2 separate regions of the Danio rerio genome follow, and region 1 is linked to region 2. Evidence: chromatin contacts called from public Micro-C data. All regions are on one chromosome and are shown on one strand. The core of a region is the stretch at or near the end of the contact, and the rest is flanking DNA. Distances in the headings are between cores, read along the strand shown. Region 1 has its middle 15 kb from the start of erf. Region 2 holds the start of cica (capicua transcriptional repressor a).

Region 1 (6,527 bases), core at 3,896-6,395, 76 kb after region 2:
GTCGAAATAAAACAAATTAGACTTTCTCCAGAAGAAAAACTTTATAAGACATACTGTGAAAATGTCCTTGCTCTGTTAAACATAATTTGGGAAATATTTAAAAAGAAGAAGAAAAAATCAAAGGGGGGCTAATAATTCTGACTTGACCTGTATGTTTGTGTCTGATTTTTTTTGTCATAATTTCATTTCATTCATGACCAGTGACTGACACAGGTTTATTTGACAACTGTTTTGCTAATATTCAAATTGTTCCACATAAATTCATGACTTGCAAAGCAAAAAACAAAACGATACTGTGAAAAATAATATTCTAGTGCCTAGATATGGCTCACATCCCTCCCTCAATGGAAATCTCCGCTGTGAGAGCTGACATCCAATACTCAGGGTTACCACCAAGTATGAGCAATAGAAATTAAATAGAGCGAGAAAGTGATGAAAACAGAGCTGAAATGCTTCTAGGTGAAACCTATTTGTTTTAAACACCAGGTGAATACCAGGTTAGTGACGCTGACTAGTTCCCTCCTGTAAACAAATGCAGAGAGAAAACAGTGTTAATATAGCTCACGCATACACACACACTTTCAGTCAGAGCACACACGGGCACCCTCCAGCTATTTAAAGTAAATATTTCAAAAGCGGTAAAACCAGGTGCCCTGTGACCACTTGATTAGGTGTAAATAAAGTCGACTGTAATCCCTGAGAGGGAGACTGTATTTGTATGTGTGTGTGTGTGTATGTGTGTGTAAGGCCTCATAAGCCAGCGAGGAAAAGAGACTGAAGGAGAGGAATGCGAGAGTTATATTTGACCCATTTCAGGCACTATGCCAAACGCTGTGCCAAGCCTATGAGAGCGAGCGAGAGTGCGCTGGAATGAGGGTGAGGAATTAAAAGTGAGAACAGAAGTAAATTGTGGAGCAGAGACACGGGGCACCAGCCGCAAGAAACATGAGCGAGGTTAAGTGTTAGAGGACACCGAATTGCTACGAGAGCGTACGCATGTTTGTAAGCGCCTCCGAGCGCTGCTGGTATGTACAAACGGTGTCAGTCTATATCAGTCCCGGCATGTGTATGTGTGTGTGTTGACAGTGGCTCCTGTATCTCAGCTAGGAACTCTCTCTTCCTACTCCTATTCGTGACTTCCTAGTCTATATTTTCCACCTTTCTCCAAAGCGCGCGCTCTCTTTCCATCTTCCTTTAGGCCCGAAATAGTCACAGAGTGAAAGATTTCAAACCGCCATCTACTTTTTGTTTTGGTTGGAGACGTCCTCAAAGTCTAGCGAAAATTTGCTTCATATTAGAGCAACAAAGCCAAGAGTTATGTTTAAGAAAAAAAGGACAGTGGGATGAGAGGAAAAAAATGGAGAGGGGATTGAAATGATGGGGTAATATTGGGATATATGGGGTATAAAGTAAACGCGAGACGGTTTGGAAAGAGTGAAACGCTGCCCGGGGTGAGTCTGTCGAACTGAAGCAGACTGTGTGGCAACGGAGGCCTCATTACCTCACTGGCAGTGAAGTCTCAGCCCTGCCTTTTAACACAGAGGAAATGTGTGTGTGTTTGTGTGTATTGCAGCGAGAGGAACACAGTGTCGGTTTGTGAGGGGGAGAGAAATAAAGAAAGCGGGTGAGAATATCTGTTTGTGTACCCAGTGCCAGGATGACTGTGGTGTGCCGACAGCTTGCCAACGCTCCAACCTCAATCACGTTTGTCGGGTGTCGAGAAACACCTCGCTGTGTCTGTTGCTATGGCCATTAGTCTCCAACCGCACGTAGATATAAGCCAAGATAATAATACATAATCATTAAATGCAGTTATAATGACAAGCCACCGGGAACGTCTACGTCGCAGGTTGGCACGCCGAACAAAGGACTCAAGTAACTATATTTGAGCTGGGCTCAGGCCTTTTTATTCTTTTTGATGAGCACTATAATCGCAACGTGACCTTCTAGAAACTGAAATTTAGCTAAATGCATCTACGTAATCAGATTTTCTCTAATAAAAAAGCACTCATCATCATTCTCTTATACTTACCGAACACCAGTGAAGGGATTTCGAAAAGTAAGTGCAGGTTTTTAGGTCACTATTATTGAAGGTCATTGTTGTCCACTGTTTCGTTATATAGACAGAGTGAAATATCTTCTTCAATATTTTTGAGAAGGCAGCATGGTGGCTCAGTGGTTAGCACTGTCGCCTCACAGTAAGAAGGTCGCTGATTCGAGTCCCAGCTAGGCCAGTTGGCATTTCTGTGTGGAGTTCCCTTGTTGGCGTGGGTTTCCTCCAGTTTCCCCCACAGTCCAAAGACATGCGCTATAGGTGAATTGGATAAACTAAACGAGTGCATGTGTGTATGGGTGTTTCCCAGTGCTGAGTTGTGGCTGAAAGGGCATCTGCTGTGTAAAACATATGCCGGAAAAGTTAGTGGTTCATTCCACTGTGGTAAAACCTGATGAATAAGGGACTTAGCTGAAGGAAAATGATTGAATGTATGTTTTGGAGAAGGAAATAGTCGAAGTAGAGCCGCTGCTACTCCACATCGAGAGAAGTCTGATTTGGCTTGGGCATCTGTTTCGGATGCCTCCTGGACGTCTACCTGGGGAGGTGTTCCAGGCATGTCCCACCAGGAGTAGGCCCCGGGGAAGACCCAGGACACGCTGGAGAGACTATGTCTCTTTGCTGGCCTGGGAACGCCTTGGGATCTTCTAAAGTTTTTTTTAGAAATTAAAATAAATGTATGAATATTCCCTAAGAGAGATCCAGACAACTGATGAAAAGCAAGAAAAGCTAGTTTTGCTTTCATATACAAAACTAAATGCTACTAAAAGGTGCTCAGAGTAGTTGTTAGGCTGTTCTCTACGTGGTTGCTATGATGATTGGTGTAGATTGAAACTTTTTTTGTTGAGCATGCTATAAATCGCCCTTCAAGTACTGATATTTAGTCAAATGGATCAACTTAACGTGATAAATCTGAAGCATGTGTTGAAACCTTCTTCAAAACATCTTCTTTTGTGCTCTGCAGAAGAAATAAGATAAAAACAGGATTGGATTTCAGAAGATTTTCCAGTGAAAGGAAATGCTCAATGTGGATTGTGGTTTACATTTTAAATGGTAAGCCGGCATGTCAATGTCTTCCACATTTATATTAATATATTTTTGCTTCTGCAAGTACTCCAGCCTACACGTTTTCCCGGCTGATGTAAAGCATAAGGCCTTGACTATGAAGGACCTGATTTGTTGGAAGTGTTGGCTTTGTGTTTCAATGCAGAGGACATGGATGAGTAAATGAGAGAGGCTGAGTTATCTTACCATGTCTTGCTTTTGTGGCATATACAAATGATCATGTTCAACATTATATGCTCATCGAGAGATTACGAAGGCCCGCCATGGCACGCTGCAATACGATGATGTGAATTGCATCATTGATGTGAAAGATTTCATCAATGACAAGAGCTCAATGCTATGATTTCAGGTACATCAAGTAGCTACAGACCTACCAGTGGTGGGTAAGTTACTTAAAAAAGTAATAATAATAATATTTACGTAATTAAAATTGTAATTAAATTACTTTCCAAATACTCAATAAGTGATTGAATTGCTAGAGTCGGGACTATTAAAAACTACCCTATGAGAAAGGGTCAGACAGAATTTGCAGACATTTGCTATTTCTGTGGAGAATTTTGTAAAAAAACTGCAGATTTTTTGCGCAATTGTTTTGGGAGTACCGTTACTAGATCCACTTATTTGGTAAACAAAGAAAGTCTCTCATATAATATCTCTACTAAAAGACAGAAAATATGACTTTACAAACTGTATTGTAAATAAATTAAACAAACACTTTTATATTAGTCAATAATTATACTATAATTCATTTAAAAACGGAATATAAATTTACTCACATTAACACAAGTAAAAAAAAATTTTATATGCCATAAATTATCATTAATTAATTATTGTTTCTTAATAAATTGTTGGACAAATGTAACCTTTTTGGTACATAAATCTAATTATTCAGCAAAAAACATTTGTATAAAAATTAGAATGATCTGTTTCTCTGAACTGATTCATACAGAGCATATTTTTACAGTACTAGTTTTTGTGCTAGCCTGCTGCTAATAACGGCGCTTGCGTTTAAACGGCCTTTCATCTCTTTAACAACCAAATGAATAATTAAGTCTATTTAACTGATTATATTTGAATTACATTACAGCATTGATGCTGTAAAAGGAACCTTTTAAAATTTAAATTAATCACATAAACCTTTCATCAGAAGTTCATCATTGGCTGAAAACACCAGCTGTGCAGATAGCCCATTGCACCCAATACTGAGGCCCAACATTGTTGCTAGCAAGGACGTAGCAACCGGGGGGATACGTCCCCCTCACATTTAGAGACAGACCATTTAGGAACAGGTGATTAATAATTATTTGAACTTAAACTTTTGGATCTCATATAGCTGTCCCTCCTCACTTTTAAAATGTCCGCTACACCCCTGATTGCTAGATTTGTGCAGTAGAAATATTAATAGTATGTGTATAGCAAACTAGTCAATAACCATTCAAAAATGGACACCATCAATAACTAGTCTGGTTCTGGGTTAGATTTACCTTGATTATATGTGTTTTCTGCTTTTATGATTAGCTAGTAATTGTTGTGACCTACCCCTACTAGCTAAACACAGTTGTAAATGGTAACTGTAAAGCTGTAAATGGTCCTATCATAACAAAATGCTTAAAAATGTAACATTTGTTTTAGAGCTTTTTCCCGCTATAGCCCAATAACGTAGTAAACATATATTTAGCTAATACATTTATGTGACCACGTTTGTATAATCAAACGCACTAAACAAACAATATGTAAATTGTTAAAAAAAGGGCTTTAAATTAAACTAAATGTTCAAAAATAAGTTTGCCTCACGTGAAACTGCATTTGCAGTTGTTCAGATCCACAGCTAACATTCAAATATGTATTCAAAACAACTCACCCATCACTGGGTTCTCTCACGAAATGGGAAGTTAACAGTCAAGAGGTTATTTACATGAGTTCCCACCGCAGTCATTTAGTCGGTTTTGCAAGTGGAAATCATCCCGTAATCTAGTAAAATCCTATCTAGAATGATTTTCCGTGTGAAAACAGATGGAGTGTGGTGTCCATCTAGTGGTTAACATTTGCACTGCATATCGTTGCTAAAACATTCTATCCAGTCAGAGCACATTGGCGGGAAAGGTGAGGTGATTTTGAGGTCGTGTTTTCCTCACGCTTTATATAACATTAACAAAACAATTTAGTTTAAACCTGTCGTTGTGTATTTGAACATGTTGTCTTGCTCGTTTCTAGCTGGTTTAAGCCGGTAAACTTGCAACAAACTGGCAGTTATATTTATCTGAAGCCTACAGTCGAAATTGTTTGAGTTGCCAGCTTTAGCCGATTATATAAACAATTTTCTTGTGATAGTTTTATTACAGTAAACTTAGTAACCATATCATAAATAGCAAAACAATTACATTTAAATGTATTTATAACACATTTAAATGTAAATTTAGACAAAGTAGGCTACAATGTAGCCTAGCACAAATAGGCTACTTTAATACTGCAGTTACCCTATATTCATACAGACTTACCATTTGTTGTGTTACTGATGTATGCTAGGCTACTTTTTAAGATTAGCCAAATGATGCTTTTTAAAATTTAGACGAGTATGTGGTAAATAGACTGTTGGACTACCAAACCATCCAAATATTTATATGTAATATGTAGAAGTGACAGCACAATAACGTCACAGCAAAAGAGGTCAAGAACTGCGGTGGATGTTAAAAAGTGGTGCCTGACTGACTTCTCAAAACACATCATAACTAGCTTTTAAGAGAGTGGTTTTTAGAGACCCCAGCCCGAGTACTCATCAGCTTGTTAGTGTTAAAACTTGAAAGTGTTTGGGAATGCCTTACATTCCCATACCTAATGTTTTTCCTGGTTATTTTCCTAAAGACCTGGATTTCCATTGCGTGACTGTTGGCCAGATATTACATAAATGTTTTCGTTCATAACAAACCATTTGAGCGATAGCCTACTCAGTTACCTGTCATTTTAGAAGACATGTATTGAAGGAGTGACACATTAAAAACTCACTAATGTCTGCGCCTGCTATAATGTAAGTAAATATAATGTGGACACAATTTACTACCGAGTTGCCTTGGCAACAGAAACCATAAAACGATAAAGTGACTGGAAAAATAATGACGTTAACAGCAGCACAGCTTAAACAGACGGTTTTAACAGAACCATGAAATGAAAATACTTAAATGATCAGCTTGATATATTTGAATGTAAACTTAACTGAAGTTTTTTTTTTTTTTTTTTGCAATAATCATGCCACTAATGCTGTTATTTGTACTAAACTCATTAAATAATCATCTAGTCCCACGTTTATTGATCCTATTATTGTATGTAAGGCCAATGATTAATAGTAAATTTCATGTAGACAAGGTTTTGCAGGTTCACTGTAAATTTGATGTAAACCCTGAATTACGGTTCC
Region 2 (6,679 bases), core at 3,738-6,237:
TATACTAAAAGGTGAGCTCGGTTTTTGGCCAAATTATACACCGGTTAGAGTATTACACTGACTTCACTCAATATCTCTTTTTATTTTTTGCCCTCATTTTGTTTGGATTGTTGAATAGCATGTTTGTCCATATCATTGCTACTATTATGTTTATATCAGGGTTTAAAATTCGACCATTTTGGCTGCATATGCGCCTGAAATGTTATCTATGTGACCTCAAAATATATTTGGGAGCATTTGTGCGAGTGCATAAAATTGTTTTGTGCGACCAGTTTTTACTACAAAATGTTCACCACATGCGCAGATTTAGGAGACATTTATGCAGAATGCATCTTTGCACTTGAAACGCAGTGCTCAGGAATGGTTTAAAACAGATGTCAACTTGCTGCAGTAAACAAAGCCTGTAATGCTTGCCCCAACTTTGCGCTCTTATTTTTGGCCCACTGCTCTAGAACTGAACTTGAATGGATAGGTTAATATCAGCTGTCAATCACTCAGTCAATGCTTTCTGGCTTGGGATGAGGAAGAGCTCAACTGCAAAAATGCAAATCGCTGAAGATGAGAATGAAAATAACACTGACAGATTTCGTTTTAGAAACCATCTAAAGTTACAAACAATGACACATTTTAGTATTGATCATGAGGTGAAAGTTAATCCACCATCTACACTTTTCGAAGAATGGATAAAAGACTTCAAGTTAGCAAAAAAAATTCTGTGGGATGGAACTTTAAGCAATTTTAACTGTTTGCCACATCTAGCATGAGAGGTTCTGTTTAATCCTTCATATAACGCCAGATGCTGTCCGCCGTGCAAGTGGCAGCTATATGTAAAATTTAACACCACATACACCATCGCAAACTGGCTTGCACTAAGTAAACTAATATCGCTACCCATGAAAAGGCCAGTATTGCTATTAACATGACGTATGCATAAAATAAGGTACAGTATATGTCAAAAGCATCAGTGCAATATCAGACAGCACCAGTGAGAACAGCACAGTTATATCGTTAACAGATTCATCCATGTCAAGCAGTGCGTGCAGGGCCGGTGAGCTATCCGTGTATCATTTGGTCACTCGGTTATGATATGAAAATGTATTTTCTTGTGATAATGGGATTTCGTTGAGACATATTTTCCTCACGCACGCATATTTTTTTGCTTGTTAGTTTGACTAGTGTTGATTTCAAATGCAATAAATCTGTTTACATAAAACTTGTAGTAACGGTGCTTATAATTGGTGTGTGTGACTAAATTTTGGCCGATGCGCCTAATTTTTTTAAATTAGGAGCACCGGTGCTACCAAGCAAAAAGGTTCATTTCGAACCCTGTTATAAGCTTGGACGATATACAAGTGGCGAACCAGTGATCTCCTTGCTGTGAGGCGACTATATGGTATGGGATGTGATACGTTTAAAAATATGTATATAACCAACGTATGTTTCATATTAGTTCATGGGGAAAAAAGCATCACTACAACTTCTGTAAGTGAACAGCCATGCTGCGTAAAACAATTCAGACATTTTAACAGTGGAAACAAACAAAAATGTAATTAAATACATATCACCAAGACTTTGCACTACTGATGTAGTTTTATCTAAAAGCATCAAATTCAATCAAAGAAGCAAAACACTTGAAACAAAGTGGAGTTACATTGCGGCCTTATTGCTTTTTAGTATAGCTTGCTTGGTCATCATAGTATTTCAACATCGATACTAAAATCAACGCAGATTTTTAAATAAGAAAACCAGCATGTCCACTGTGCTTAGTTTCAGAGATGTGCTGAAGAGTCTTTCAGAGGACGTCCTAATGGCAGGCACAAAAATGTACTTTTGTATTATATAATAATTGATATATTTTTATTTAATTATTAAATGTAATTAATTTTATGCAAATCATTGCCTAATACATATTTGTTGCAATCTAAAGATGTTAGTAGTAGAGCTGCACAATATATCGAACTATACTACAAACAACTACTAGCAGCTCTACACAAACATCTTTAGATTACAATTAATATGTATCAGGAAACGGGAAAATATAGTACAAAATTAATATTCTTATTCAGTTCTCAGCGAATATGGGTAATATATTATGGTGCATTTGAACAAATCAGATTCATTAAACAGATATATTTATTAAATCATATTTTAATCACAGAACATCTTTAGAAATGGAAAGATAATACATTTAAATTCATCGAAAATATTGCAAAAAACTACAGCTTTTAAACTAAATTTTAAATATATTTTTGTTTTTCTTGATTTTTGTTATTTTTGAAATTTTTATTTAATATTTCTCCCTAACTTATTAATTTGTGCTACTAATTATTTAACCATTATTGTAAGTTATTTTGTTGGCTTAGCTCCAGATTTGGCTCCAGCACTGACTAAACTAATGTATATGCACAAATATAATAACGTAAAGCATCCTACCAAAAATATTAATTTAAAGAAGAGATTTTGGGGGGGTGTACTCATATTTGCTGAGCAGCATTGTATCCGCTGAGTTCCATATATTGTGCAGCAGTACTACTAACATCTTTACATTATGACATATAATACATTTAAGTTTGTTAGTGCACATTGCTAGTTTGTGGTGAACGATTCATATGTGAAAGTCAATCTGAAAAATAGAAATGCACCACCGCCCTGAAATGACAGACTGATGTCATCAGATTGACACCTCAGAGTGGGCTTGAGCAATCACGTCCCTCCGACTGTTAGCTTTAAAATAAACAAAGTGTCTACTTTACTACATCCAATCAGGTCACAGTAAAAAAGCAAACCACACCCTCTATTTTTCTCATTTAGTATAAAGTTTTTCTCAGAAATGCAAAACAACATACCTACGACTTTCAAGTCACGCAGAATTTAACATTTACAATCAAATGAGGTGTTGCAAAAATAATTACCGCCTACAACTAAATCTAATGTTTTGTATGGCCTCCTTGACTCCTCATTCACCTTCTACAGTGGAATGAACTGCCAATTTTCTTTCTTAATGTTTTACATTTGTTTCTTCACTAAAGAGTAATCATTTAAAATAATTCTGATGATTCCAATATAACGTGAAAAAAAAAAACAAGAACAACACAGATCTATAGCAGGGGTGCCTAAATTTTTCTTGTGAAGGGCCAAAATTCAAACTTGCTTGAGGCTAGTGGGCTGAAGGTACATATAGTTGCCATGGGTCATTTCCCAATTTATTTAATATTATTTAAAAATGACTAGAAAACATTGCTTCATAATAACTAATAAAAACAAAACGATCTCATTTATAACAGAAATACACTAGTTTTTGCCTCGATTTAATCACCAATGTCTTCCGCATAGTCCTCTATCTGTCGAGTGACAGTATTTACACTTTTAAAAATCAGATTCATTTGCAACATTTAATTAAAACATTTAATTTTAGTTTGCTTTTTTGCAGCTCAGCAATAAAACAAACAAAATAAAGCTGCAAGCAGCGATGAAAGGGCCTTGTACTAACAAAAAATGTTACATCAAATTAGAAATGATGACTTCTTTTAAAGTCATTTGACCCACTCATTCTCACTCTTCTCTCAGAAGGGATGGTGGGCCAAATCAAAGGTGACAGTGGGCCAGCTTTGGCCTGCAGGCCCTACTTTGGGCATCTCTGATCTATAAGACCCCTTATACAAAGGTTATATGGGTTTTTTTCTGAGAAATCTGAGAGTGTACTCATTTATACACATTTATATTTTAAATGTTTATAAAACAGACATTTAAATTTTGTTTTGTGGTATCATTAGCAGTAGTAACCATCAACAGTAGCCATATGATGTCAACATGGTGACACCCATAATGCAACTTTAATGATTTTAAAATGCATGGTGCTACCAATAGCAAGGTTGGAGATGAATACTTGATTGCTGTCACATTTAAACTCAATGCACATGAATACATAAATCAATGAAAAGTAAATATTTTCAAGTAAAATGTAAAAATTGCAGAACAGCAATACGTTCATTTGCAATGCACCAAATGACCCACCAAAATACCAACTCAATCTTATAATGACTTGCTAACTGCACAGTAATAAATGTTCCTATGCAACAGGACTCCAAATGAACACAAATGCCCTGAAACAAAGTAAAAGCCCTGTTTCTCATCAACAATGCCACCGCTGTCATCGACTTGCGAAAGTTTTGCTGAGTAGTACAGCGCCGTATCTGTGTCAAGCGCTTTTATTGGTTGTAGTGCCCTACTCTACGCTTACAACCACCTACGACACAGTGGAGTGGCGTAGGCCTCCTCCATAACACAAGGCCGCAGAGCAGTTTCCCGTCTCCCTCAGGCTTCTGAATCGAGGGCGACCGTGCCCATATTATTAAATATGGGAGAAAATACAAAAACTATCTTTCTCAAACATATAGAGAAAGGCTGGAGGATTAAAGCATCCGATTTACACTTACTGAATGCAACTAAAATATATTTAGACGAAACAGTCAAGTTTAAATAACAAAACAATCGCCTTGTCTTTACATAAAAACAGCGGATTTAAGCAATGACAGTCACTGGATGCTAAAAGAATAGACAAAAGCAGTTTGTTGAAGCTGTAGCTGTTGTGTCACACAAACATTTTCAGGAAAAAAAAAGTTTTTAGGCTGACTGTGCACCTCCACCCCTCCCTTTCAATGTGTGTGTGTGTGTGTGTATGTTAAAATGCTTACTCCGCCATTTTATACAATCCACTAAAGAAAAAATAAACAAGTGACAGCGAAGCACTGTGTATGGATCCGCGACGTAAAGGCAAAACACAGCATTAAACATATAGGCAGATCACTGCAGTGCTGCAGATGAAAGGTTTCAACTCACCCCGTGGATATTTACATTGCCGTCGAAATGGTGTCGATGCACAAACAGAGCCTATAAAACCGCGGAATCCCCGAGAAAGGTTTTGCAAAGAGTGTTTTTCTTCCGCAAACGAGAAAAAGTCCAGCCGTTGAGGTTCCAGGGTACTCTACAGTCGCAAAATGGTGAATGAAGCACTAAGCCTTGACAACCAGCGCCGAGAGCCAATCAGCGTCCACAAAACTGTACAGTAGCCTGTAGCGGCGACGAGGGCGGAGCCATCTGTCAAAGTCCGCTTGATTGACAGGTCGTTCGGGCCAATCGCGTTATGGGAAAACAAGAAACAGCTGGTTGATCCTGAAACGGCAGCAGCAAATGGGAGTTAAAGGGAGGGGCAGCCGAAGGGAGTAGGTGGGCGATACAGAGAAAATTATCAAAATTTAAAATTAGCATTTAATGCATCACTGCACAAACCAGTATACATAAGAAAATCCCATTTAAAAAGTATACAAGTATATATATATATATATATGTGTGTGTGTGTGTGTGCGTGTGTGTGTGTGTGTGTGTGTGTGTATAAGTTAATTTATATAGATTTTAAATATAAGTAGTATAAGTATTATATATATATATATATATATATATATATATATATATATATATATATATATATATATATATACATATATACATACACATACACATATATATATGTTCCATTCATTAATTTATTTTCTTGTCGGCTTAGTCCCTTTATTAATCAGGGGTCACCACAGCGGAATGAACTGCCAACTTATCCAGCATGTGTTTTACGCAGTGGATGCCCTTCCAGCTGCAACCCATCACTGGGAATCATCCATACACTCTCATTCACACACATACAGTACGGCAAATTTATTCAATTCACTGTTAGAGCATGTCTATGTACTGTGGGGTAAACCGGAGCACACGGAGGAAACCCACGCGAACACAGGGAGAACATGCAAACTCCACACAGAAATGCCAACTGACCCAGCCGAGGCGTGAACCAGCAACCTTCTTGCTATGAGGCAACATCACAACCCACTGCACCACCGTGATGTCATATATATGTCATATATATATATATATATATATATTATATAAATAATAATTTTTATTATTTTTTATATAATATATTGATTAAATAATTAAGTTTAATAATACACTAATCATACATCAGTATAATATATATTTATAACTATATAAACTAATAACAAAAATTAAATAAAAAAAATTCCCATAAAATGTAGACTTAAGACTTTAATATTAGACTTGAATATTAGTTTCCATATTGTTTATTATTAATATAATAGTCAGTTCTGATGGAAACCCCCTGGTAACTTTGCTTTTGAAATGGGATTTTCCAACAGGGATGAAGTTTAGGTAAATAATGAAGAGTAAAAAAGTTCGTTTCTTTGTCAGAACATATTTCATTCAACAAAAAAGAAACCTAAAAAGAAAACCAACCACAAAAACTCCTGGTTCATTCTACACTTTATATACCTCGACGAATCCAGCCAATCACAGGGCAGCTTATGACGTCAGCGGCAACCTTGAGCCCGCCTTCCTCAAGGCAGCGTCATCAAGTCGACCCGTGATTGGCCAAACCGCAGGGGTCTCCAGACCAATGGCCAAGCCCTGTGATGAGCTCATTATGCCTGTTGCCATCACTGCAGCCAAACAGGAAGGGTTTCTGACTAAATTACTCTAAATGAAGCCTTCAAATGCACTGCCACAGAGTGTAGCACATCCATATTTCTGCATTGCAAATTGACTTTTAATGTGATTGTATCGTAGTGGGTGGCCATGTTTGAATAAATGTGTGGTCTCAGCTCATGCAAAT

The links. A called contact is a pair of places that touch in the nucleus more often than the background predicts.
Region 1: a Micro-C map of caudal fin shows a contact between it and region 2, with 5 times the contacts expected there. The contact joins the enhancer-like site here to the promoter of cica in region 2. A contact is called at or near these places in 9 of 18 Hi-C or Micro-C datasets (caudal fin, embryo, fibroblasts and 3 more) and 1 of 4 datasets of contacts at active chromatin or transcription factors (caudal fin).

The regions. Positions count from the first base shown.
Region 1 is chr19:7,147,301-7,153,827 of GRCz12tu, forward strand. No RefSeq gene overlaps it. Among named protein-coding and RNA genes, the nearest start is that of erf, 15 kb to the left of the region's middle. Within about 2 kb of position 5,146, at least 3 of the 62 cell types and tissues checked have an H3K27ac peak or open chromatin away from gene starts, as enhancers often do. A contact at or near this core is called in caudal fin, where this site is marked.
Region 2 is chr19:7,071,545-7,078,223 of GRCz12tu, forward strand. cica (capicua transcriptional repressor a) reads right to left here and starts at 4,988. Exons shown (of 20, transcript XM_009294004.4): 1 at 4,840-4,988.